Regions from separate parts of the Mus musculus genome. Here all the other regions are linked to region 1. The links are chromatin contacts, called in public promoter capture Hi-C maps. All regions are on one chromosome and are shown on one strand. Each heading gives the region's core, a stretch centred on a gene start, on an enhancer-like site or on the middle of the called end of the contact. The rest is flanking DNA. Distances are from core to core; before and after follow the strand shown. Region 1 holds the start of Bet1 (Bet1 golgi vesicular membrane trafficking protein). Region 2 holds the start of Sdhaf3 (succinate dehydrogenase complex assembly factor 3). Region 3 holds the start of Sem1 (SEM1, 26S proteasome complex subunit).

Region 1 (3,242 bases), core at 342-2,841:
CCTCTTGTATACATCATTCATAACTACCCTGAATCTTGTTTGGCCATCTTCTCATCTGGGACTTACTTCTCCCAACCCTCACAGTCACCAGCATCCTTCAGGTTCTCCGGCTCCAGGAAGCCCACCGTGAGCCATGGATTATTAAGCCCCCACTGCATTTACTATCCGATGAACTTAACCTGTACTGGGATGAAGTTACCACCTTGGATCGTACTTTGTCATCTGCTTCCGCAGCAATTTATCTTCTGCTCCACAGTAACCCTGAAAGCTTTGGGAAGCACATGGTGCGTCACAATAAATGTCTGCTGTTATTAGTGTTGGAAAAATGTAGGCATATATGACTAATCATGTTTGAAAATAGTTCTTTAGGTTATTTGAGATGAACTAATTTCTTTCAATGACTGAAAGGATTCATAAAACTAAATTTACAACTTCTTCACATGCAACTACTTATTGACAACCCTGTCAATCTATATTACTGACACCATTCAAGGCCCTTATTTTTCAGTGGTTTTAAAGTCCACACATTCTATTCCTATAACCAACCTTATTGAAACTACTACCATGTCTCTGCACTGTCATGAATATTGTGTTCCTTCTTACATAATCAAAACCCATAACAAGCCGTGAATTATGAGTTGCAAAAGAGGCTTTAGTTTTCATACCTAACTTTAAGTGTTTGTCCATTCACTGGCTTTAACACCTCAAATTTTTAAAAACTATTTTTTTTTTTACTATTCCAATGTCTGCCAGAACAGCAACATCCTTTTTAATATTTCACACATTTTTTTCAAGCATTCTGCCCTTCCTTCTTTAAGACATGGCTAATAGAGAAAGAACTTCAGTTATTACTAAGCTATTCCTTCCCCTGACCCATTTAAGTCATCAAAACCAACATCTACTGCCTTAGCAGTGGGACAAGGTCTAGGTCAGAAGTGTTCCAAGTAACTCGCCTTTGACCCAGACCTTTCATAACAGGCACTTTAACAATAAGGACACGTAAATTCACCTTTGTAACTCACGGTTATCAAACTAACGCATCATTATTAGTGGGCTTAAAGCTTACTACTCCCCAAATGTCATTTCTTAAAAAAAAAAAAAAAAAGTTAAGATCCAGAATGAGTAAAGCAAAGGAAACAGCAAGGCTTGGGAAATTGGGTTACTCCCCAAACTAGCACATAGAAAAAGAAAAACTTATGCTAACCAATTCACCGCTCTGTGCAACCTAGCATATAGGTTTAAACTTTTGTCTAAATACAACTTCAGGAAACCGTTCGGAACTAGGACACAGGAAGAGAACCTTCTCCAAAGAACCCAAATAACTCGCTTTTGAACACCAAAGTCATTGACAGAGGGCCGGTAGTCTCCTCCCACAACCCTGCTCCCGACTCAGCAGGTCCTAGGGTCCCCAAACTTCGAACCTCAGCACTGTTCTTACCCAGGCCTGCACGCCTCATCCTGCCAGGAGAGGGAAAGGCGGGCAAGGAGGAGTGAGTAGGAAAGGGCCAGGGTCACCCGACCTCGGCTTCAGTCCCAGGGCTCCTAAGAGCAACAACTTTTTGCCTCAGAGCGCCACGACATCAGTAAAGTCTAAACACCGCGCCGGTTTATGTCGTCACTCGGACACATATAGGCGTCCTGAAATGCGATTACTAGTTGCATTCTGGGAAATGTAGTTTTCCGTCTTCTGGGGCACTGGGTAAGAGGGGCGTGGTAGGAACAATGCCTGGAATGGGCGGGGCTTCCGGAAGGGCAGCGACAGCTGCTGGGGCTCTAGTCCTGTTATTCTGGGTCATTACTTAATCCAGAACTTTTAGTATGGCACTTTTTGATGTTAGTGCCAACTTTAACCTGGGAGAGTTACCCCTCCCTAGCCGGGATGATGGTTGACTCTTTCATGATTTTCCCTTGCACTCCCGCTCACCCAAAGTCAGAGGTGAGAAAGTCAGTGCAAACTTTGTTCAAACAGAGTCTCATCTTACTGTCTGAGCCTCTTAGCAGGAAAGGAAAATCAATCCTCTTCCTTCCTGATCCTGCCCAGTGGAATAGTTAAAAAAAAATATATATATATATACACATATATATATATATATATATATGTGTGTGTGTGTGTGTGTGTGTGTGTGTGTGTGTGTGTGTGTATGTATGTATGTATGTATGTATCCTTGCAGTAGAACTTCCGGGTAGGGAAGTGGGGAGTCTCAGCTTCCTAACGCATTTGATCTAAGTCTGGAAAGAACTGTGATATTTAGCTTTTAAACACTCCACCCTACTTAGAGCTTTTAAAACGTACACACAAATACCTCATACTTGTTTCCATGGAGCATGTAGCCATCCTCTGCTACATATGCAGCAAGTACCCTTAGCTGCTGAACCACCTCACTACACACATTATACTTCATAATAGAAACACATTGCACTAACACTCTGCCCTCAGCTTACTGTGGTTTGATGGCTGAAAGAAAGAGTCTAAGTTCCGCCTTCTTTGCTTCTATTGCTATGTGATAATTTTCAATTCAACTAATACAGAATGTGAGATGAGTATGGGGATATAACAAAGATCCTTGATGATTTTATCACAAGTTCTTATTCAAGTACAACATGTGACTATGGGAACTATAAGTGTTCATACTCGAGCATAAACATGCCATCTTCACCTTGTAGCTTTTAATATCTTGCAAAATTTGATGAGTCAGAGGGCTATCAGAATCCAGAGCATATTAATGAAGAACAATAAAAACACTTATTACAAATATATCATTTGCACATGAGCATGTTATATTATGCCATTAGACTTCATTTGCATGATACAAGATCAAAGACAAAAATTATTAAGAGTTTCAGAACAATGAGGCACACCAAACAAGTGTGGGGGTTTGAGCAAGGGCACAGGGTCACTACATTGGCTGCATAACCATAAACTTGCATTTGTCTTAGGAAACATTTTTTGATTATTCAAGGTCATAATTCATAGAAGAAGAGGAAAGAAATGGGAATATATGAATGAGATTGATGTGACAGAAAGATATAGGTAGATAGGGATAAGGAGGTTGGTATAGATTTATACACAGAGAGACAGAGATAGGTAGAGAGGGATAAAGTGGGTTGATGTACATATATATGCATCAAGGCTGAGTAAAGTGGACCATTTCAAATAACAGTGATGTTGAGAGGAGAGGAAGTTGGGTAGTTTGTAGCTATGATATCTCAAGGGAAAGGAAAGAAAGGACAGAATTTTATGA
Region 2 (3,242 bases), core at 404-2,903, 2.9 Mb after region 1:
AAGTGATGCCTCCTACCAGCCCCCGGAAGTGCTCCAAACAAGGTTTCCGGTTGGAAGTGAAGGAGTTCAAAGATGGAGGCCAGTGTGAGTGGAACTGACTTACTAGGGAGTGAATAAATAGAACATTTAAATTCTAGAGGTAGAGAGACTTTGAGTTGTTCAATAACAGAGTGCTACTGAGGATTTGTTAAGCAGAGGAACGATGTTATCTAATTACAGCCTGGGTAGATCATAACTGAAGTTCAACATGGCCAGAGGCAAGAACACAGATACGGTAGCTATCCAGTAGAAAGAGATAATTATGGTACAGGGTGTGATGGAAATAATGTTTGATTCCTGCATGATTTTGGTGGTGGAGCTATTAGGATTTGCTGAAGGATTAAAATTTAATTGGAACGAAAGAATAAGGACAAGAAGCTATCAGCTTTTGAAATAGTTACTTTTTTTTTCCCCACCTCTACACAAGTTTGGACTTGTGAACATCTAGATTTCTTGTTTTTGTAAGACCCCCGATGCTGGGCCTCTGCAAGTCCCCAGGTGAGCTGGCCAACACCCCAACGTCCTGAGAGAAAACCATACCTGATGCAAACTGCAAGAGGTTTTATTATCAGCTAGCTGAGGATGAAGTCCCTTTGCTGGTGCAGGGCAGGGGAGTTCGACCCGGTGACAGTAGGGAGCTTTTAACAGCTAGCTGAGGAGTTAGGAGGAGTTGGGAGGAGACTTGGGAGGAGTTGGGAGGAGAGTTGGGAGGACTTGGGAAGAGTTCTTCTCTTCCGGGTGTCCTTGGTGAAATTTACAAGGCAGGAGTGGGGAGTGAGTTCTTTCTGAATTTTTATCTCTGTGTCCTTGGCACAGGAAGGCAGGCATCTCTGGTTGTACAGTATAGAAACAAAAAGGCTTTTTGCTGGCTATAGAGAACAAAGAGCTTCTTTCTAGCTGTATTTTTTAAAGATCAGGGAAAACAAGCTTGGGAAACATCCAGGGGCTTTATCTTCCAGGGAGAAACGCTCTAAGTCAGGGTCTCACATTTTCATCTCACATTGTTTAATAAAAATTCTCAGAATCTTGGTCTTGGAAAAAAAATACACATAAAATAACTCCCAAGATTCTTTCATAGTGCACTTGACCTAGACCAACAAAGTCTGCCCTTCAGGGCTCACTTGTGATAACTACCTGGAAGAAGCTATGCCTACTGCATAAACTCCAAGTACAGCACTGCAAAGGACGAGGGCTGTTGCGAGGGACCGGCGAATGCCACACTATTTCAGAAGCCATAACACTTTGGATTAACCACGCAAGGCTTTCTGGAGAAGACTTCAGTTCGATGAAGTCTTTCTCAAATATTTAATAAGAAGAAACTAGCAAATGGAGAAGATGAGTTAACTCTGAAGGTAACAAGTCGCTCACACAAGACTTTTTGTCTTACACAGCAGCACCTCTCTAGGAAACTCAAGAAATTACAACTACTCCTCAACAGCCGCGCCTTTGGCAGAGCGTTTCTGTCCGCCCGCCCCAAATCCGGGTTTCCGGAAGGACAAGATTCTATGACGGACCAAACCGGATGAAGGTCGCGCGCTCTCTTCCGCCCGCTTTGGGGTTCACCCATAGGCGACTTCCTAGCGGGGGCGGAGCTACGCCCACCTTCTGCGCAGGCGCGGCGCGATGCCGGGGAAGCATGTCTCGAGAGTCCGGGCTTTATATAGGCGAATCTTGCTGCTACATCGGGCTCTGCCCCCGGACCTCAAAGCCCTGGGTGACCAGTACGTGAAGGACGAATTTAGGAGACATAAGACTGTTGGTCCTGGCGAGGCCCAGCGATTCTTGAAGGAATGGGAGGCAAGTGACGCCCCCTCCCCGCCCCCTCGTCCCGGACCTTGGGTTTTCAGTTCAGACCCCACCTTCCTAGCTGCTTCCCAGGGTCCGTGCACGGCCAAACAGGGCGTCTGGAATAGACAGACTAAAGTGGTCAAACAGCACTTCTTTCAAGCTCCGTCGCGAATCCCCCAGCTTCCCGCACAGGCTCTGTGCTTGAGCAGTTTCCCCCGCATTCAGAAGAACTTTCTGAGAGTGCTGAGGGTGCCAGGTGCTGGAGAGAGAAGGGTGGCGTGTCTCAGACGTTACTGCACTCCTGACTGTTTAGTGCTCCAAAAGTTCGTCGGCGTTTGTCCTTTGCGTTGCCTTTAGGCTGTTTAGGTGACAGCCGTGTAATTAACATGATGTCATTACTTAGCTGCCAGAATTAGATCATTTCGATCATTTGTTAATTTGTAATTGTAGGGCCTTAGTAAGCTTTCCACTTGACAGATAAATTATATAACCTAGAAAAGACCTAAGGATTGCAATTTGTTAAAGGGGTAATGCTGGCGGGGGCACGCGTTTGGATTCAGTGTTTGACTTTTCTCTTTTCTTTCTTATTATTTATTTTAGGTACATATTTATTTATTTGTGTGTATACGGGTGTGTGTGTGTGTGTGTGTGTGTGCTGGAGGTCAGAGGCTAACCCAAGGGAATGGTCTCTCCTTCCACCACATGGCTCCTGGGGATCAAACCGCGGGCTGCACAGCTTGGCAGCAGACACCTTTCTCAGTGAGCCATCTCCACGACCCTAATACCTTTTTTTTTTTTTTTTTTCTCTTAAGAATGAAGGGGGAGAAAGAGTATTGCATGATGCTGAAGAGTCTTGCAGGATCTCCTCCCATCTTGAAAATATCAGGAGGTGAAAGGAGTTGGGCATTTCTAGAGTGCATCTAGGTATTTTAAAGAAACTGCTCTGGTAAAGTAAAAAAGATTTTTCATGCTGATAGTGGCTGAAGTGATATTTACCTTTAAAACAACATAAAGATTAGGCTAGGGAAAAGCATTTTCATTGAATTCTATAATTCTTGATTGTAGAATTATTGAAGAGAGAACTTTATAATAATGAAATGTATAACTTTCTTAAAAGTCTTGGTTTATTAGATATAATTTGGTTGCCAGGAGCTGGGGAGGTTTAATATTTTTAAATGCAAAACACTTTCTTTAAATATGTAGTTGGTATTGAAATCAGAAAACTAGATTTAAATTCAGACCTCAGCATTTACTAAACATTACATCAGTTAATTTTTCTAGTCTTTCGGTCTGTAAAATAACGGTATTTACAACAGGCATCTCAATGTTAGTGTATTTATTACTTTATTTTATTCAGTTTGTTTGAGTCAGTGTTTTCCTGTGTTCTTGGCTGTCCTGGAACTCAATCTGTGGAC
Region 3 (3,242 bases), core at 455-2,954, 2.5 Mb after region 1:
GTTAAAGTCTGGGTGGGTGCACTGGTCAGAAAGACCTTTTAGATTCTGAGTTAGAGACTTAATGGCAAGAATTTATCTTTATTTTTTAACACGTGAACTCTATTGCTTCAAGATTAGATGCTTGACTCTACAATGCAAAGCAAGTGTCTTAACCGTGCAGCTTGTATGTAATAAGGGATAAGGACCATCTGAAACAAGTAGTTGGAATAAGAAATCTAACCTGCCCTCACTTAGCCAATTCTACCACAAAGCTCTGTTACAGGATTATTAATGAACCTGAAAACAAAACATCAGACTGAACAAATAAATTTATTACCAAAACAAAAGGTAAACTATCCCATCATATATTATAGACTCCTAACTCAGAGGAAATATATCTTCTGAATTGGTTTATGAGGTTGCATAATATACACACTAATGTTCTCTTTCACTAAAACTAAAACACTACATTATACTTAGACTAAACGTTCCTGTGATGTGATTTTATGCGCATTGAGATCATGGTGGGGTAACTAAGTACAATTTTTGTCAAGTGATAATTGCTTGATGCCACGTATGTGCACATGACTAACCACAATTCTCTTCCTATGGTCTTCATGGAGACACAGTCTAACTCACTTTTTAGAAACAAGGTAAAATATTTGGGAAATCTACTCAAAACAATTAGCCAATAAAGTAATCAATTTGAAAAACTAATATGGCAAAAAGAGGCCTAGCAAACAGAAGATAACTGCTGAAGTTAAGGACTTTGGTGTAAATTAAGGCGTCTCAGTTTCACCATTTCCGGACAGTGTTGACACTGGGCCTGTTTCTCCATTGTTCCAAACTTCTGTTTCCTTACGTGAATAATAGTAAGTACATTAATACCTACTTCCTATATTTGTGGAAATGGATTGTGCCAATAGAAGCGAAGCACTCACGTTCCCAAGATCATAGCAGGCTCTTCCAACATTAGCTATGTTATTACCTACAATGAGAAAACTAAAGCATCCCTAGCATTGAAGTTAGTTTCGAAGGCAGATGGTTAAGACTTTTATAAAGCTTGGGTTAATTCACGTGACCGTAAATGGAGAGAAGCAGAAATTGAGGCAAAATCTGTAATGAATACAACACACACGAACGACTCTATCATCCCACTTCTCGGGGCTCATTCGCGCTATCCGAGAGGTACACAGCACTGGCTGCCCTGGGCAACAGTGGGACTCTGAAGTTTACTACCAAGGGGAGGCTTGGAAACCGAAGCAAAACAAGAGACTGTGCAGATGCGGAGAGTCCCGGGTTGAAGTTAAAGGGCCACAAGCTCGCAGCACCGTGGGCCCAGCTTCACCTGGTTCCTCCCAGCGACGAGGCGCAAAACACTGGGCCGCGCCATGAAGCGACGGCTACCGGGACGCGGAGGCCGAGGCCGGGGCCCCCGGAGGCCGCGCCCGGATCCGCGCTGCTGGGCCCAGCTCATTCCCGCAGAGAGCAGGCCCGGCGCCGCCCCACCGGAGGCCCCAGGCCCAGCGCGCGGCCTGGCGGTTACCTTCCGCGGGAAACTCCTCGAACTCGTCGTCCTCTTCCAAGAGACCCAAGTCGACCGGCTGCTTCTTTTCGGACATCGCGCCGCGCCAAGACCCAAGCTGCTCGGACCGGCCGCAAAGTCGGAAGCCTCAGTACTCCGGAGGCGCCGATCCTGACAACGCCGGCGCAACCATAGAGACGAGAGGGAAAGAGCTGCGGGGCAGCGCGAGGAATGCTGGGACAGCGAAGGTCCTCCCAGAGCGTCCTGCGGTTGTAGTAGGTCCTCCCGTCTTGAAACAGTGAACTGTTTTGTTTTATAGTGTGTTCGTTCGTTTTATTATTCATATAGTTGCCTACGTGTGAAAGATTTACAGTGTATTAAATTACTAAAGGCCATTATTTAGCTTACAATCACTAACAGAAATCTGGAAAGATAAAGTAACATAAGTTAAGAGCTTATTACATTATTCCACTACTCAAACCTAGCCTTGAGCATGCTGTTAAATATCTCCACATCACAGGGAACCCGGGACCAAAGGCAGCCAGAGGCACTCATATGCTAGACAATTCTGACTGTCCTCCAACCTTTCCTTTGTGCTGTGCTCCTTGACCTTACAATTGTGTTCCGTAGGGTTTCTGTTCTAACTAGTTGACAGGTTGATGTAAAAAATAAACAAGTAAAAAAAAAAAAAAATGATGTAACGTTGTACTGTTGTTCAAAAGATATGATTTGGTTTTGCTTTCTTTGTTTTAATTGTGACCCATGGAAAAGAACAAGACAATGAAAGATAGGAGAAAAGTTAGTGTCTAACCACACAGTAACACGTATTTGCCAGGCTAATAAATCTGTGTTCTATTGCATCTAAAGGGCTCTTATATGAGGTACTTAATTTCTCTTTAGTATAATTTATTTATTTTCAGCACCACACTTAAGGCTATACATATAACACACATAGTTACAGGTGCAAGAATAACTCTATTTGATATATAAAAATTGAAGAAGGTCTATAAGCCCTACTACTGAGGAAGTTGGGGCAGAAGGCATCCTTGGATACAATGAGTGTAAAATCAGGCTGGACAACTTAGTGAAACTGTGTCCCTAAATTAAAAGTAAACAGAGGGCTAGAAATATATCCCCAATGGCTCACTACCCCGTGCCAGAGAATTTTTAAAAAAACATGGGAAAAATGTTTGAACAATTTATGGATATAAATATGAATATTGTATGTTTTTTTAAAAAGATATATCAGAAAGTAGAAAGTGGAACATATTTTGTAAAAAATACTTTATTTTATACAAACACTCTTTCCTAATTCCATTTCCATTGCTATGATAAAATACCCCGGCAAAAAAGCAGCTCAGGGGAGAAAAGCTCATTTGGCTTATAATTCTAAGTTGTACTCCATCACTGCAGGAATGTCAAGGAAGAAACTTGAAGCCGCTCTCACATCCACAGTCAAGAGCAGAGAATAAATGTGTGCTTGCTATTTGGGTGCATCGCTGTCTCTAAGCTTACACAGTCCAGGATCCCTTGCCTAGGGAATGGCTAGCCCATAGTGGGCAGGCCTTTCCATTCCAATTAATGTAATCAAGACAGTGAGTGATAGATATGACCATAGAATAACCCAATAGTGGTTACCTCTCATTGAGACATTCTTCCCAGATGATTTCATGTGCCAAATTAACAATTAAAACTAATCATTACACTATGATTAGTTTCCTGGTCAAATATTTATTCT

What was found. Promoter capture Hi-C pulls out the DNA fragments that hold promoters and counts their contacts.
Region 2: a promoter capture Hi-C map of pre-B cells shows a contact between it and region 1, with 3 times the contacts expected there. The contact joins the promoter of Sdhaf3 here to the promoter of Bet1 in region 1. A contact is called at or near these places in 1 of 39 promoter capture datasets (pre-B cells), 1 of 115 datasets of contacts at active chromatin or transcription factors (astrocytes) and 2 of 9 other capture datasets (adipose tissue and liver).
Region 3: a contact with region 1 is called in a promoter capture Hi-C map of liver, with 7 times the contacts expected there. The contact joins the promoter of Sem1 here to the promoter of Bet1 in region 1. A contact is called at or near these places in 2 of 39 promoter capture datasets (liver and pre-B cells), 1 of 484 Hi-C or Micro-C datasets (CD4 T cells), 1 of 115 datasets of contacts at active chromatin or transcription factors (thymic regulatory T cells) and 1 of 9 other capture datasets (liver).

The regions. Positions count from the first base shown.
Region 1 is chr6:4,085,339-4,088,580 of GRCm38.p6, forward strand. It overlaps Bet1 (Bet1 golgi vesicular membrane trafficking protein), which reads right to left and starts at 1,592. Exons shown (of 4, transcript NM_009748.3): 1 at 1,439-1,592. The coding sequence starts at 1,457.
Region 2 is chr6:6,954,365-6,957,606 of GRCm38.p6, forward strand. Sdhaf3 (succinate dehydrogenase complex assembly factor 3) reads left to right here and starts at 1,654. Exons shown (of 2, transcript NM_001077713.1): 1 at 1,654-1,836. The coding sequence starts at 1,663.
Region 3 is chr6:6,576,954-6,580,195 of GRCm38.p6, forward strand. It overlaps Sem1 (SEM1, 26S proteasome complex subunit), which reads right to left and starts at 1,705. Exons shown (of 3, transcript NM_009169.2): 1 at 1,526-1,705. The coding sequence starts at 1,601.